Linked DNA regions of Sus scrofa: all the other regions are linked to region 3. Evidence: chromatin contacts called from public HiChIP or PLAC-seq data. All regions are on one chromosome and are shown on one strand. The core of a region is the stretch at or near the end of the contact, and the rest is flanking DNA. Distances in the headings are between cores, read along the strand shown. Region 1 holds the start of TMEM134 (transmembrane protein 134). Region 2 holds the start of RPS6KB2 (ribosomal protein S6 kinase beta-2). Region 3 holds the start of POLD4 (DNA polymerase delta subunit 4).

Region 1 (2,700 bases), core at 28-2,527, 100 kb before region 3:
AGAATATGGGTTATATCCCTGGCCTGCCTCAGTGGGTTAGGGACCCAGTATTGCTGCAACCTATGGTGTAGGTCACAGATGCAGCTGGATTCAGCGTTGCTGTGGCCGTGGTATAGCCTGGCAGCTGCGGCTCTGATTCCACTCCTAGCCTGGGAACTTCCATATGCCACAGGTACAGCCCTAAAAACAAAAATAAAATAAATTTCTGGTAAGTGCTGTGTGATATGAAGTTGACTTTATTTACTTTTTTGTCTTTTTAGGGTTGTACCCACAGCATGTGGAAGTTCCCAAGCTAGGGGTCAAACTGGAGCTGTAGCTGCCGGCCACAGCCACAGCCACAGCCACACCAGTCCCAGTCACATATGCGAGCTACACCACAGCTCACCAGGTCCTTAACCCACTAAGTGAGGCCAGGGATTGAACCTGAGTCCTCATGGCTACTAGTCCGTTTAACTGCTGAACCACAAAGGGAACTCCGTGAAACTGACTTTATTTTTGCTTTTTAGGGCCACACCCAGGGTATATGGAGGTTCCCAGGCTAGGGGTCGAATCTGAGCTGTAACTGCTAGCCTATGCCACAGTCACAGCCACACCAGATCCAACCTGCGTCTGCAACCTACACCACAGATCACGGCAACACTGGATCCTTAAACCACTGAGCGATGCCAGGGAGCGAACTTCAACCTCATGGTTCCTAGTCGGCTTCCTTTCCTCTGTGCCACAATGGGACCTCCAAGAGTTCAGATACTATTCTAACCACAGTGAAAAACCAAGGGATGGTTTTATGCAGAGGAGTGACTTGGCAGCATGCTTTAAAAAATAAAAAAAAAAAGTTTTATTTAAGACTAACTAAGGATCCATTATGTCTAAAAGAGCACTTTAGCTGCTGCTGCGTGGAAACTATATTGGAGGAGAGTACAAGCTACATCTGTACGGCGGCGAGAATCATCCCCGGAGCAGGGCCATGGTGAGTAAGTGTGGGGGAACCGTTCCTAAGAGTCGCCTTGGCACTCGAGGAGCGAGCTGGGATGCGGAAGGCTGGAGCGTAGCAGCCCATCCAAGCCCCGCGTACAGGCCCAGGATTGCGTCCGAGCCGTATCCTCGGTCGCTCGCCTAGGCGGCCGCTGGGCGGCGCCGCGAGTCCAGCTCGAGTCCAGTCCGGACGAGAGGCAGCCCTGCGCACTAGTCAGCTCGGCGCTCGGCAGCTCTAGCCTGCCGAGGGCGGGGCCGTTATGGAAGGGCGGGGCCTCGGCCAGGGCGCCGGACCGTCGGGCAACCTAGACGACAGCACGGGGCGGGGTCTGCGCGCGGGGGCGGGGCCTGGGCGACGCGGGGCCGGCGGGAGCAGATGGCGACGGCGCTGGGCGCCTGAGCGGGCTGGGGCCATGAGCGCCGCCCGGCCCCAGTTCTGCATCGATGACGCCTTCGAACTGTCCCTGGAGGACGCGGGCCCCGGCCCCGAGTCCGGCGGAGTCGCCCGCTTCGGGCCGCTGCACTTCGAGCGCCGGGCCCGGTTCGAGGTGGCCGAGGAGGACAAGCAGTCCCGCCTGCGCTACCAGGTGAAGGGCCCGGCCCACCTCACCCCACACCTGGGTCTGGGCGGACCCCAGGCCGGCCCCCGGAGAATCCCAACTCGGGAGGATCTGATTAGAGGCCTCAGCCGGAGTGGGAGATCGCCTCCCGGACGTGGCCACTGATCCAGATCCCTGCCCAAACTTTCGTAGCTATGATTTCAGTGCCCGGCCACCACTGGAGAGCCCAGAACTCAGATTCGGGAGCTGATACCCCACCCCGAGCTAGAGATCCCATCCTGGATGCCCCACCGATCCTGGGTACTGACGCTCCCTCCCCTTACCCTACAGGACTGGAAGCTCTTCTGTACCAGAACCAAACCTTGTCTATACTCAGGAGCAGTCCCCTGAGCCCCAGGCCAGATAATCTAGGGAGCCAGCACCCCCTCTTCTGTTCTGAAAGTCCCCGTGCCTTCCTCTCCTCCAGAGCCGAGGCCCCCACTCACATGATGAGTCCTGGCGGATGCCTTGCCTCCCGCTAAACTGGAAATGCCCGTTTTCCCAGAGACTCTCCACCAGCTCTAGAATGCTTTTCTTGGAAACCTGGACCAGATTGCTGTGCCACAAATCTGGAAACTTTTGGCTTGTCCTGCCCTGGCACCCCACATCCAGAGCAGCCATACTGCACCCCTGAAATACCATCCTGACATCTCCACCGTGACTCACAAGCTTGGGAGATCACTGGGCCCTGGGACCCATGCTGGGAGCCCTCCACCAGCCCCTGCGGGCTCCTCCCTGCCAAACCCCCAGCACCCACCTGCTACCAGGGTTTCAGTTTCTGTGAATCATCAAACCCGTTGTTCTTCTCTGGGGAGGGCAGGGCGGAGGGAGTAGCTGTCAAGCGGCCAGGCAAACAGCTGTGTGGGCTGGCTTCCTTCTTCACCAGAGGGGTGTGAGGAAAGGCCTGAACCTCGTAACCCCACTGGGCCCTGTGTTCTGAAATAGAACCTGGAGAACGATGAGGATGGAGCCCAAGCCTCTCCGGAGCCGGATGGGGGAGTCAGCACCAGGTCAGGGCCAGGTGGGGACCCACCCCGAACTCCTAGCCCAGGCCCCTGGCCCCCGCTCAGTCCTCTTCCTTACCTTACTCAGCTCTCATATCCTGTCCTACAAGAGGGGGGCCCTGTCC
Region 2 (2,785 bases), core at 69-2,568, 65 kb before region 3:
TCCTGGCCTCTACCCACTGGATGCCAGTAGCATCCTCTCTATTCATGACTCTGAGATGTACACAGACATTGCCAGATGTCCCTGGGAGGCAGGCAGTGTTGTCCATGGTTGAGAATTACTGCAAAACCATCTCCTCCCCGGGTTCACGGAGCGCACTGGGAATGACAGCCACTCAGTGAGGCTCTGTGGGCTGAAGAAATGACTCACCTTCCTCAAGACTTTCATGGCATAGATTTTGCCCAGGTTGGTGCCCTGCACCTTTCTCACCTGGAACACCTGCAGGGCAGGGGAGACAGGATCAACCTCCCTCTCCACATCCTATCTTCCAAAAGCACCACCCCGAAGCTCTGGCACTGGGACCAGAGGCCTAGGCCCACCCAAGGGTGGGGCAGTAAAGATCCGAAGTCCTGATTGGAGAGGATTTACTCTTCCCTCCTTGACCTGTTTACCTCTGAGTTCAAGCACAGGCTCTGATGCTTTAGAAGTCTAATTTGTTTTGAGACCCTTTGCTCCAGCAACACTGAGGAAGGAGGGCCAGTACCTTGCCGTAGTTGCCCTTGCCCAGCACGCGCAGCAGCTCAAAGCAGTGGGGCCCAATGCGCTCAGGGCCCGGGTTTACACTGGTTTCTGTCAGCTCCACCTCCTCATAGTGTCCCACAGGCCTGTGGACACAAGAAGTCAATGGGGGGAGCTCCAGTGCTCCTAAAGTCCCTTTCCCCAGCCCATTCCCTCCTCCCCCAGCACGACCCTCACTCACTCCAGGCCAGCCGCCCTCGACTCGGCAAGGGGACACGCATCCTGTGAGAAACCGAGGGGTAAGAGCCAAGGGAGGTGCCAGGCCCCCTCCCCCCGAGGCTGGACTGCTTGGCCCAGGAGAGGAGGGGTCAGGACTGGGAGCTGGCATCCGATGGGTCAGGACTGGGGAGCAGAGGCGAGGGCAGGAAAGGGAGACTCAGGGACAGGGCTGGAGTCCTGCCAGACAGGTCGGGGTGAGAGTAGGGTCAGAGCTTAACAGTGCCTGGGATCTGAGACAGACCGAGGTCTGCTGGAGCCGAGCCCCCTCTGGGTCGAGGGAACCCGAGGTATCCCACCGCCTGGGTGAAGGGATCGGGCCGGGATCGAGCCGCGCCCGCGCGTCACTCACCGCCGGGCTGAACTCTGGCTCGCCTTCGCCCTCGCTGCCTTCCTCCGTCTCCAGGTCCAGGTCAAACACCGCCGCCATACCTGCGCGGGCCCGGCGGAGCCCCTCTGCTAGTACCTAGCCACTCTGACTGACAGGCCGGGGCCGAAGCCCTTACGTCATCGCTCCGCGACGGAGGCCTCGCGCGCCGGGGACGCAGGAGGCCATCCCTCCCTCCCGCCTGCGGGGCAAAAGATGGCGTCCGTCGCAAGGCATCTCGGGAATGGTAGTTCCAGGGTGCCGGGATGCCAAAGCCCGCACAACCCTTTCCCGAGGACCCTTCAGTCTTCCCAATACAGCTCCCCTGGGGCAACACCCGACTAGGGCCTCCTGGAGGGCGACCATCTTGGCTCCAGGGAGAGTTTGAGTTTGGATTATGCAGAGTCGGAAGTGCAAGCAGGTGTGCGTGTAAGTGCAATTCCCAGCTCTGTTGGAACCCTGCGTTACCAGGCTGTCTCGGTGGCGAGAGGCAGGTCGAATATATCTCTCTGTTGGTCCCTGAAAGGGAGCCGACCTTTGCATCACGTCTCCCTAACGTGCCTCCCAGCTCAAGGACCTGCAGGTCAGAGCTTTTACTGCTCTGTGCTCAGCTTACTGCTGGGCTTTGTTGCCACATTCCTGCCGGAAAGGGTTTGGATCTCGTAGATCCACCCGTAAACATGGGCTTGTGTTGGAGTTTGCTTCTTTGCCAATTTCAGCACATTTAGTGATCCCGCTACCCGGTACAGAATAGTTGCTTAGTAAAACTTCACTACAGTGAGTGGGTGAACACACCACATCTGGTCTGTAAGTTTAAACCTGGGCACGGGGAGTTCTGTCTTGGCGCAGCGGAACCATGAGGTGGTGGGTTCGATCCGTGGCCTCGCTCAGTGGGTTAAGGATCTGGCGTTGCCTTTGAGCTGTGGTGTACGTCGCAGAAGGGGCTCAGCTCTGGCATGGCTGTGGCTGTGTGTAGACCGGCAGCAACAGCTCCAATTAGACCCTTAGCCTGGGAACATCCATATGCCACAGGTGTGGCCCTTAAAAGACAAAAAAATAAATAAATAAAATAAATTTGGGCATGGATTCTTTTTCTTTCTTTCTTTCTTTTTTTTTTTTTTTTTTTTTTGGCTTGTTAGGGCTGCTCCTGCAGCATATGGAGGTTCCCAGGCTATGGGGTTGAATAGGAGCTGTAGCTGCCAGCCTCTGTCACAGCCACAGCAACATGGGATCTGAAACACGTGTGCCCTACACCACAGCTCATGGCAACGTCAGATCCTTAACCCACTAAGCGAGGCCAGGGATCACACCCGCTTCCTCATGGATCGAACCTGCTTCCATACGGATACTAGTCAGATTTGATTCTGAGCCACGACAGGAACTCCCTCAGGCATGGATTCTTGTCGGGTGGAGTTCTGGGGTTGTGAATTGGGCCAGACCAGGCCTTGGATGAGTTCTGAATTTTGGAAGCTGTCTGAATGTGCATTCCAGTTGGACAAGGGAGGCTAGACGTGAACTCAGAATTCAGGGTCCCAAGCTGGAGGAGGACTGCCCGGCTGGGTGTGGCCCCCTGGTTGTAATGCCACCCTCAGGAAACCCTTAAGTTTGGCTTGGTGTGGGTGTGGG
Region 3 (2,703 bases), core at 192-2,691:
GCCCCCATCTCCCTCAGCGTGGGCCCCACTTGGTCCAAGAGGCAGATGAGAGGATTAGACCGAGCCCAGCCCGAACAATAAAGCAGGGAAGGGCCCTCCTGCTCTCACTCCTCCACTCGTCCCTCCTTGAGGAAGGGACGGGGAGAGCCGGGGGAGGAGGCCCTGAAGAAGCGGCCTGTTCTTGCTCCTCCCTCTCCTGCGCAGGCAGAGCCCCAGACCCCAGAGCAGTGGGAGACAGTGAAGGCAGAAGCCTCTGGGCAGCCCCTGCACCCCTGCAAGGAAGAGTGGATGGGCTCTTGAGAGGGCAGGTCGAGCTGGCCCGGTCCCTGCTCTGATTCCCAGGCTCCCACTGGCCAGCACTTTTGCCTGCTGCCAGGAAGTTGGCGAGGAGGAGGCGGGTTTAGGGGTGAGTCAGCGAGGAGAGGAACCCAAGGGACAAAGGTCATGGATGGAGAATTGAGAGATACTGTTCACAGCAGCCCACCTCCTCCAGGAGGTCTTCCAGGGCTAAGCCGACTTGTGGGCCAACTTATTTCTGACCCACCCTTCCCCCTTCACCTGTGTGTTAGGACTTTTATCTTTGCACTGTGATCTGTAAGTCCATCTGCTTGCCCTTTAGCCTGTGAGCTCCTGGGGTTTCACTGGGGCCCCATAATGCCTGTGGCTATCAGCACTTCCTACTTTCAAGAACCATTCCTGTTTGTTTTTGTTGCGTGACTAAGTGGGAAAGTGCCTAGAACAGCACCCGGCACACTGTAAGAGCCACATAAGTGTCAGGTTCACTGCTGGTATTTTCTGCTCCTACTCTCACACTGGGAAAGAGTTTACTGATGAAGGACTGGGAATCCAAACACATCTGGCCTCCTGAGCAGTGTGGAATCTTGCTGACAAGGAGGGTGGGCAGAGGCAGGCTGTGGGACCCCAGGAGAGAGAGCACTTGCCTAGACCAAGTGTGGGCAGTGTCCTTGGGTGCCAACCGTGAGAAAGGAGATTTCAGAACCCCCGGGCTTCTCCAGCCAGGTCTCCAGGGGCCGGTTGGGGGAGGGGTGGGAGCAGGGAAGGGGTCTGGATTAGCCCAGACTCTCTCCGGACCTCCAGACCTGCCCCCACAACGCACTGCGGGCCAAGGGGCGGGAGTGGAAGTCTGGGGAGTTACAAACCGGCCACGGGGATTAGCGAGGCTGAAAGAACATTTGCCTAGGAAGGGAAAACGGGAAGTGAGAGGCTGAGGATAACGCTCGGTTAGTCCCCCGAGACCCACTGCAGACCAGTGGGGGGGTGGGGCAGGGGGAGGTGGTGCTGTCTGGGGCGTCGTGACAGGTCCCCCACCCCGGCCTCACCCCTGCTCCCCCCAGAACACAGCTGCATCAGGTGCCCCGCCCCCTCTGCCCGCGCCACCCGCCATTGGCTGGAGCCAGGCCCCGCCCCGCCGAGGCGGCCTGCCATTGGCTGAGGTCCTTGCTGTTTGCATGCTTGTGGGGGTGGGGGAGAGGCGTCATTCCTGGAACCCTCGGACTTCCTTTCTGCCGGTCTGGGTCATCTGTCTGCCCACCCGTCGCTGGCCCCAGGCTCGCTCTCTGGCCCCAGCCCTCTCTCCCTCTCTCAGCAGCTGTCTCTTTCGTGCCCGCTGGCCTGTCTCTTCTTCCCCGCAGTCGCCTCCTTCTCCGCCTGCCTGGGTGGCCGCCATGGGCCGGAAGCGGCTCATCACTGACTCCTACCCAGTAGTGAAGAGGAGGGAGGGCCCCGCTGGGCACAGCAAGGGGGAGCTGGCACTGAAGCTAGGTCTCTGAGGTGTGGGGGGGGTGGGAGGATGGGTGCGAGGGACCTGAGAGGACGTGGGCAATGGCCGGGGAAGTGAAGTGTGTCCTCTGTGTCCTACATCAGGCCTGGCAGCGGACAGCAGAGGCAGAGGGGTGGTGAGGGCTGGGGAACAGTGGGTCAGCTGTGAGGTGAGGGGCAGGGGACAAGCCTGGGCAGGCCTGAGGAGTGGCATGTCATTGCAGAGGAAGAGCCCGAGCCCCCGCCCCCGAGCGTGGATGAAGCGGAGCTGGAGCTGCTGAGGCAGTTTGACCTGGCCTGGCAGTATGGGCCCTGCACAGGTGAGAGTCCCTCAAGCCCGGAGAGCACATTCTGGAGCCAGTCCAGCCACCCACACGTGTCTCAAGCAGCCCCAGCCCCTGCCTGACCCTCTGGGCACTGTCTCCAGAGACTGGGGGTGTGGAGGTCCCGACACACCCCTCCACACACATCCTCTAGCAGGGACTCTTTTCTGCTCCCCACGAGCCCCCACTGTCTTCTCTACACCCGGCAGGGATCACACGGCTGCAGCGCTGGCATCGGGCAGAGCAGATGGGCCTGGCGCCACCGCCAGAAGTGCGCCAGGTGCTGCAGACTCACCCCGGGGATCCCCGCTTCCAGTGCAGGTCAGAGACAGGCTTGGGAGGGCTTTCAGGGGAGCCAGGGACTTCTCCAGACGCCACCAGCCTGCACCCCTCTCCCATGATGGGAGCTATTCTGACCTGAGGGAGAAATAGGGGAAACCTTGGAGGTCCTTGCTGGGCAGGAGAGAAGGTTCTACAAGTTGCATGGCTCAGGAAGCAGAAGCTCGCTTTAATAATTCTTATCTCTGAGCTAATGGTGGAGGAGGGGTTCTCCTAGGGCCCAAGGGACTCTTTAGTGCTGAGGGGTTGGCCAAGGACCGGG

Evidence for each region. HiChIP or PLAC-seq counts read pairs in DNA pulled down with a chosen protein or histone mark.
Region 1: an H3K27ac HiChIP or PLAC-seq map of alveolar macrophages shows a contact between it and region 3. The contact joins the promoter of TMEM134 here to the promoter of POLD4 in region 3. A contact is called at or near these places in 4 of 5 promoter capture datasets (fetal liver, fetal skeletal muscle and liver), 15 of 47 Hi-C or Micro-C datasets (alveolar macrophages, blood, brain and 9 more) and 2 of 2 datasets of contacts at active chromatin or transcription factors (alveolar macrophages and skeletal muscle).
Region 2: an H3K27ac HiChIP or PLAC-seq map of alveolar macrophages shows a contact between it and region 3. The contact joins the promoter of RPS6KB2 here to the promoter of POLD4 in region 3. A contact is called at or near these places in 2 of 47 Hi-C or Micro-C datasets (embryonic fibroblasts and liver) and 2 of 2 datasets of contacts at active chromatin or transcription factors (alveolar macrophages and skeletal muscle).

The regions. Positions count from the first base shown.
Region 1 is chr2:5,055,976-5,058,675 of Sscrofa11.1, forward strand. TMEM134 (transmembrane protein 134) reads left to right here and starts at 1,278. Exons shown (of 7, transcript XM_021082746.1): 1 at 1,278-1,559; 2 at 2,517-2,581. The coding sequence starts at 1,386.
Region 2 is chr2:5,094,273-5,097,057 of Sscrofa11.1, forward strand. It overlaps RPS6KB2 (ribosomal protein S6 kinase beta-2), which reads right to left and starts at 1,319. Exons shown (of 15, transcript XM_003122462.4): 1 at 1,145-1,319; 2 at 758-798; 3 at 542-662; 4 at 208-276. The coding sequence starts at 1,222.
Region 3 is chr2:5,159,465-5,162,167 of Sscrofa11.1, forward strand. POLD4 (DNA polymerase delta subunit 4) reads left to right here and starts at 1,442. Exons shown (of 4, transcript XM_005660637.3): 1 at 1,442-1,782; 2 at 2,004-2,099; 3 at 2,312-2,423. The coding sequence starts at 1,470. All of the region lies in intron 2 of LOC110259234, which reads right to left.